Linked DNA regions of Mus musculus: region 1 is linked to region 2. A link is a contact called in public promoter capture Hi-C data. All regions are on one chromosome and are shown on one strand. Each heading gives the region's core, a stretch centred on a gene start, on an enhancer-like site or on the middle of the called end of the contact. The rest is flanking DNA. Distances are from core to core; before and after follow the strand shown. Region 1 overlaps Bank1 (B cell scaffold protein with ankyrin repeats 1). Region 2 overlaps Bank1 (B cell scaffold protein with ankyrin repeats 1).

Evidence for each region. Capture Hi-C pulls out chosen DNA fragments and counts their contacts.
Region 1: a contact with region 2 is called in a promoter capture Hi-C map of adipose tissue. The contact joins two enhancer-like sites. A contact is called at or near these places in 1 of 484 Hi-C or Micro-C datasets (B cells) and 2 of 9 other capture datasets (adipose tissue and liver).

Annotation. Positions count from the first base shown.
Region 1 is chr3:136,251,693-136,255,636 of GRCm38.p6, reverse strand. It overlaps Bank1 (B cell scaffold protein with ankyrin repeats 1), which reads left to right. Exons shown (of 17, transcript NM_001033350.3): 3 at 613-764. Among named protein-coding and RNA genes, the nearest start is that of Bank1, 72 kb to the left of the region's middle. Within about 2 kb of position 2,621, at least 32 of the 459 cell types and tissues checked have an H3K27ac peak or open chromatin away from gene starts, as enhancers often do. A contact at or near this core is called in adipose tissue, where this site is marked.
Region 2 is chr3:136,081,633-136,085,682 of GRCm38.p6, reverse strand. Bank1 (B cell scaffold protein with ankyrin repeats 1) reads left to right here. Exons shown (of 17, transcript NM_001033350.3): 11 at 2,445-2,513. Among named protein-coding and RNA genes, the nearest start is that of Gm31243, 180 kb to the right of the region's middle. Within about 2 kb of position 1,447, at least 10 of the 459 cell types and tissues checked have an H3K27ac peak or open chromatin away from gene starts, as enhancers often do. A contact at or near this core is called in adipose tissue, where this site is marked.

The DNA of each region.
Region 1 (3,944 bases), core at 1,372-3,871, 170 kb before region 2:
TAAATACTTAAATATTTTGATGAATACTCATATTTCATTATTTTTATTTATGTGTGTGCATATGTATGTATGTAAGTATATGCAGATATGTGTGAGTGTCTAAGGAGGCCAGAAGAAATTGTAAGATCCCCTGGAGCTAGAGTTACAGGCAGTTGTGAGCTGCCAGATCTGGGGTTGGAACTGAACTTGAGTTTTCCCTCTTGCAAATTCTGGCATTGTGGGTGTAATAGCCATTGCTGGCTTATAATTAGTACTTAAAAATTAGAATATGTACATACAAGTTAGTACTTTGGTTTAAATGTTCTAATGGAACTTTTTCTTCATAGTTGTCATGCAAAATGAATTTTCTAATATTCTACTAGTTTATTAATAGCAACAGAAAACTGTGATATTTGGAAGTTTTGTGAACATTTGACAAGCTGATGAACATATAATCATATAACTAGTATGGCTGAGACATAAGTATTATAATAGTATTTAATCAAGAACTATTATTTTAATGATAAAGATTATTATTTCAACTATCCAAGATTCATTTCCTGTACTGATGAAATTGGCCTTTTAGTAGTGGATGGAATGATAATTAATTGTATTCATGCAATTTTTCTCCAGGTCCTGAAGACTACCTTGAGGTCAGCATTCCAACAGACTCAAGAGCCAAGTATCCTGAGGACACAAGTGGACAGAAGGGAACTGACGTCCTAGCATCTCTGAGACCATCTGTGCCTCGGGTACTAGTGCTTCCTGGGGAAATTCCATGTGAGGTCAGTGCTGCTGGCCTTTCTTTAAGGGCCCTGTTGTTTTCATAGACACCATAGTTTACTGTGATGTGATTTTAGTTTGCTCTTTTTCACAACTGTGTCCTCAGAACCTACAATACTATCAGGCCCCTAGTAGGCATTTAAAACAGATGCTTGCCTTTCATAAAACACGGCTTGACACTTTAGAAAGATACATACATATTAAGCTTCTTTTAATAACTTAATTTCACAATAAGCAGATTAAATATTTTATCTTCCTAAAGGGATATTCACTGCTGAATGGAACTTAAAATCACTTTTTTTCTTGATCACCATTTAAAAATTGTAAATGTGTTATTGAATGGTGACATTGTACAAGGTAGAAGAATTAATCTCTCAGGAATAAGAATATAATTAGAGGGAGGACTTAGAGAAAGTAACAATGTAAAAGCATTCTTGATCTTTCTTCCCCTGTGCCTTTTTTGGATTGACCAACTAAAATAAACCACTGGAAACGTTTGAACATCAGTGTTGGATATCAATACCTATGGTGTCCTTGGATGTAAAGGACCACAGTATAAAAGAGCCTTATGGGAGATTCTTGAAAAGATCCATCTAGAAGAGGCTGGTGGATTTACATGACCTGACATCAGGAGGTCTGCGATGCCACCTGTCAACTCTATGGCCATCAAAGGTGACCATTCTTTAGTGTTGCTGAAGTTTAAATTTCTCACTTTCACCCAGCATGCTGTTCTGATAGAATTGTCCCTCTAAGTCACTTTCCTGTCAGGTCTTGAGGAAATAGAACCACTTGGATACTACCATAGACATGCTGGGAATCTGAACTGTCCACTTTCCCAATACTAGACACAGATGCATAGGCAAAGATAAGTTACCACAAGGGTAACAGAATGGGTAGCTTACACTGGGGAGAAAGGGGCTGAATAACCAAAGTTGGTCGCTCCTATGGAGTCAAGAAACTATGGAAGAAACAGGGAAAGTAATAAAAGCAATGTGATCTAGTTTCAAATAGATGAAATCAAAGTAGGAAATAAAATGACACTCAGAGTAAAAATAGTTCCCCAGAAGTTATGCAATGTGTCTAAATAGCTGATTTAAAAAATATCTGCAGCAGTATAATTTGAGTATTATAAAACCCTCCCCATATTAGTCACACAAAAATTGAAGTTCAATAGCAGGCTTCAGGTGTCCTCAAGCAGACATTCCTTATGCAGCTGATTTGCCAGGGGTCCTTTCAATAGATCATCTTGGGCTTTTCTTATATTTATGGATGTGGATAGAATTCTTTCAGAGCTGATAAAGTTAAGCTATTTCAATATCAGATCTGTCTTGAGAACTCTACCTTTTTAAAAGCCCTAGAAGTCAAGCAATCATATAAGGCATTTTTAAACCCAGAATTATGCTCCAAATTTTCAAAATAATCTCAGCCTTTGGACCAAAAATAGTTATCGCAAGAAATCTTGGGCTTTCAGTAAGTAGATCTTAGTACAATTTGAAGCACCACAGAAAAGATCATTTGGTTCCAGCTGAGTGAAAATTGTGTTTCTGGTTTCCCTGGAGAATGTTCAGTATATGCCAATGATCTGAAATGACAACCTTTGAACCTCATTTCTGAGAAGCCTTCTAGATAGTGGGTGGGCAGAGAACAGAGACCAATGCTTTTCCTAACAAAGGGACTATAGAGATGTTTCTGGGATCCTAAAACTTCCATAGTCTATCAATGATATCCCTGACAGTTTCTAGGCAAGTGGAAGTGAGCCTCGTTCATACCTAGCGCTGTTGAAACCCATAGGTCTATATTTCTAACATGCTGACATGACCATGTGTTTGATAAGGGCACAGACTTCCTTCCCTATTCAGAGAATTAGTCATTTGCTCTTCCTCCTCCCCACCCCATTCCCCAGCACCACCCCTGCCTCGTAGCTATACAGAAACTGGGTCTGTGGACTTGTCTCTTACAGCATTTCAGCTCACTGTCCGCTCTTGGTCTATAGAGATGGCTTTTGTAAACTGCCAGCTCCCCACTGCCTGTGATCCCAGGAGCTGGGGAGCATTGATCCTTCTGCTGTAACCTTTCCCAACACCTTTCTTTCCGCAGATTATCAATTCCATAAGCCTTGACAATCTTGTTCTGCTTCAAAATCAGGAGGAAAATCTGATTTTGCTCTTTAATATTGATCCATTGTTCTACTTAAAAGAATTATTCCCCAGGTCTTTGAGAAACAAATAAGTAGATGAGTTCTGTGTAAAATTAAACTGGCTTCTTGTTAGAGACTTTTTTAAAGAATTAATTATTATATTTTTATTAATTATTTTATTTTTTTACATTCCAAATGTTGCTTCCATCCTGTTCCCCCCTCACAGAGTTCTTCCCCCATCCTCCCTCCCCTTCACCTCTGAGAGAGAATCCCCCATACCCCCCCCAGTCTGGGGTATCAAGTCTCTACAGGATTAGGTTCACCCTCTCCTACTGAGGCCAGACAAGACAGGCCTCTGCTACATATGTGCTGGGAGTCTCTGGCCAGCCCATGTATGCTCTTTGGTTGGTAGATAGAACCTTTCTTTAAGTTTCTACAGGACTGTATACTTCGTTCTATTTTAGCATAGAGCATTTTCACGTGTTTCCTGCTCAGGACCTTCGACTTTATAGCATATTACCCTGGATTTTGTATTGTGAAGTAACAGATATAAGGAATATGGTGTTACTTAGGTCTGCCAAAAGTAGCCTTTGTTCTAATAACACATCCACTTTCACCTTTCTGGTGAAATCCACATGAGTTCATTGATGGTATCTAGACCAGCAACTCTTGTGCACGCTGTCCATGGCTTCAAAGATGTGATGCTATAGTGGTTCTCGACTGGGAAAGAGTTTTACCTTTCTTTTCTAGGGGAAGAAGCTGAGCAATACTGCAAGCATCTCGGATTATCACGATTGCTACTGACATCTAGTTGACAGAAACCAGAAGATGCAATGTATTACATAATGCACAAGGCACACTCATGACAGTAGCTTATCTTATCCAAAGCAGGAATCCTACTAAAGTTAAATCCTGTCTCCTGGTGTACACCTACAACAAATGAGTCACCATCACTTCTGTCTAATGGTGGCATCAAGCACTCATGCTCCTGTCTGAGGCTTCTGTGAAGTTGGCACAGTTGTCCTGTGTTCACTTACTTTGTGAG
Region 2 (4,050 bases), core at 198-2,697:
GTCAGAAATTGCATTGGTACCATGCCTTGAACACTGACTGGGTAAAATGCATTTGAAACAGTGCTTACCAAGAATCCAGCATATAGATAGAGTCAGCATTGTCGATACATTTGAAAAATCATTCTGCTCTGTGACTCAACTTTCTACTTTTTCTATTAGTCCACGCCCTCTGACTACAAATAGTAGGTCTTTCCTCGTGGCTATGTGGGATGTGAAAAATGCTTCTGAACTTTAAACACATTGAGAAGACTATTTGCTAAGTCTAAATTTCTGCCAAGATGTGAAACTTATCAGTAAGCTCAGGGGGAAGGAAAGGCACATGGGTGCAGTGGGGGTGAGGTAAGGAATTCTAAGTCAGATTAGACATTACTAGGACTTAGCATTGCAATCTATTTCCTACCTCCACCTACATCTCTGTTATCAGCATCTCCTCACACCACCACCAATCCTAGTAGTTGGCCAGCTCTCGACTCCAGATTGACCCTGGTTCAACTCTAGAGAAATAACACTAATGCCTAGTAACTGAAGGTCAAGATCAGCATTAACTGTTCATCACATGGCCAAACATTTGTTGCCAGCAGAAAGTATTTCAAAACAGTATCCAGGGTAAATTGGATTTACAGCAAACTTCACACCAAGAAAGCTGGGAAGAGAAGTCTACTTTGCAAATGTTCTGCAGTGTCAAACCTCAGCAGAATCCACAAACTTTTAAGTAACCTGCTGTTTAATTGGAGACATGACTGTTTGCATTAGCCTTTGAGTTCAAGTCATTTCCCATATTAACGATGCCAGGTTACAGTGTTTCAGTCTTAGGCACTCTCCATTACATCTAAACAATATTAGCAAAAACATGGGCTGCCTGTCATCACTTTATGCTAGGGCAACTGTAGAACTAACGGAAGAAAACAGCAAATAGGACTTGGGAGGAGGGGGTGGAATCTAATATCCTAAAATATAGTCACATGACAAATACCCCTCATTGTGTTTTATTTAGGAAAAACACAACAAACCCAGGATGTATAAAGAGAACTGATTTTCAACCAGAGATGTTACTTTAGATGTATAGTTTTTCCCAAATGCATCGTATTTGACAGTATATTCACTCCTCCTGGGGACAGAGAGAGGAATAATCTTTCTCTTGACATCATCTAAGACATTAAGTGTTTAATAAATGTTGATTTGATTTGAGACATTTGTTTTTTTTTTAAAGTTGAATGTATGTATTCTTGATTAAGCCCATATATGACCTTGATATTAGTGTTGTTTAAGTAAGAGCAAAACCACAGCAGAACTCCACGATCTCGTCATGGACCTGTTTCCCCAGGTCACAGTGGCCAAGTGCCAGGCAGCTGTCTCCTTTTATAGGAAGATCCTGCTGAGATGCCAGGAACAAGAGCACAGCCTTGCTCCTGTAACTCCTCCCAGCCTCCTCCTCTAACTTTAAAAGGGAATAGTTACTAAGAAGTAGACACTGTCGGGAGGAAGCAAGAGGCTGAAGGCTAAGGCTTAAGGGTCTAAATCATTTCTCTGCTAACAACTCTGGGATCATTTCAAAATTCACGTAGCTCTTTTACAAGCTGGTTACTTCCTCGTCTATAAACATATGAGGCTGGACTAAATCTCCCAGGCCTCTTCGAGTTCCCAAACCCCATAATTCAGACTGCCCATAAAAAAATAAATGTAACTCCGGATGCTCATTTTCCAAAAAGTGAAGTAGTCAAGGACCTGCTCTATTTCATTAACAAATACCCAAAAGTATCCAGAACTTTGTGGGTGCTTAATAAATATTAAACACTGAATTTTACCTTTCATCTGCAAAACAGGGTGAGTAATGCTGACTTAATTCCCAGAATTTCATGTGCGAAATAATAAATGAGAACAAAGCACTTTTCAGATAATGAAGTAATTCAAACAAGCTGCTTTAATAGGTCTGAGGTTGGGGTAGATGACGCAAGAGTAAAGTGCCTCTTTTATTATTACATCTGTGGAACACAACAGGCTTCTCTTTAGTTGCTTATCACCCATAAGCCTGATTTGAGTGAGTAGTCTCTACGCAAATGAACCTTTACCCTCATGTGGGTTTAGCCTTTATCACTTCTAAAAAATGGAGCTTTTTATCTTCATCTGATATCAAGAAGGAATCGGCTTAGGAATGCATCCCATCAACATTAACAGACTCTGCCCAAAGAAAATGCTTTCCAAAATTACCGATAAACTGCACACATGAGAAAATTACAAATTTTATAATCTTTATACTCAAAAATGAATACAGTTCAGATAATATTACTAAGAAAAACCTTGTACTTGGAAATGAATATAGTTCAGATACTGTTATTAAGGAAAATGATACTTTGCACTCTGTCTTCATGGAGGCACCCATGGTATATTTCATATTCTTAAATGCCTTTGCCTAATAAACTTTTATGTTCTATGTTTTTTTACAGTGTTCCAACAAAAGGCAGCCCGAAGACAATCTGATGGTGATAAGTTCTACAGTCTACCTAAGAAACCCGGTATTGATTAACTTCAACTTAGTTAACCACTAAGATTAGTTAAGATTTAAAGAAATCGTGGGGATCTGCAGGAGGCCTCGCAGGTCAGATACAAACAACTGAGTTTGATTGATTTAACTTTGAAGTTTGTATCTTATCCCAAAACAACTATGCCACAGTAAAATCAATTATTTTCATTAACAAGAACAGGAAAGGCCCCTCATCATATTGCCTGTGGGGATGTTGTTCTCATGGCACCAGGAAGGACAAATAAGACAAATTCCATAACTTGTATCAGAGGCCCCTTTTATAGATCTGTAAATGAGACTAGCTTGGGTGTTTCTTTAGTCAGCTGTAGACGCCAATCAAAGGTAGAACCATTTTCCTAGTGTGTTCTTGCTTTCAGCATTTGATGAAATACCTTAGGAACCATCATTTATCATGCGGAGTAGAGCTGAAGACCACTATAGTCACACCAACATGCCAAACCAGTGGAATCATTTTGACTTCTAGTATTCATTTGGACATTTGTCTTTTTCAAGAATAGACTCTATAGCCTAAATAGACCAAATAACCTAATATGCACTAACAATAGCCTAAATGTACTAAATAGCCTGTTAATAGCCTATTAATAGGCAATTTAGTACAACTCTTTTTCAACAGTTGGGACTGAATAAATGTTCAAATATAAAAATCATAAAAATTGGTTGACACAGGTCTTAGGGGTAATCATCTTTGGTAACCTATGAGCAGATGTAGTTGCACCTTTGATATAATTTCAGTCCCAAATCATGTCACCTTGAAGCTAGTACCAGGTAATTAGTGAGAAAGACATATTGAAATAAAGAAGACACAGACACACACACACACACACACACACACACACACACGTATGCCATCTCCTTTTGTGCCATTTTGAAAAGGCTAGGAACAGGCTGTATCTACTTCTGACACTCACTGAACAATATTCAGCTCAGAACCTCAAAGGACCCACTCTTGGGATGCTATGAGTTGTCACTCATTCAAAGCTGCATTCTCAATGGTTATCGCTCATCGCTTCAAGTAGCATTCCCCATGGCAGCTAAGTTGTACTTAGACTGTTCTCACGATGAGTCGCATGGCACATGAACACAATGCTGGAGGAAACTGAGCCTCAACTCTTCTATGAATTCTTTAGATGCACAGCTTGTAAGTCTATATGCAAAACAACCACTCTCCTTAAATAGCAGTTATCCAGTACTGACATTAATTTCATAATTTAGCCATGTCATGATTTACGTGTGATGGCTTCCCTCTGCTTTAACGCTTGTCTGCAGCTTGTTGTGCAGAGGCTACAAAACAGAGTAAGGCCCGGCTGGAAGCAGGTCACATGACTGGACTTTGAGGTTTATAACCAGCCCTAGATTTGACACAAACTCTCTCCTCGCCTCTTGGTTTTCTGAGATGTAGCAAATTCTCATAGCCCCAAACTTCTCTGCTTCGGCATTCAAGCTTTTGCCACTATGAGGGCCATAGCCTCCCAAACTACAAGCAAGCAATGGATCTATTCTCCCTTAAC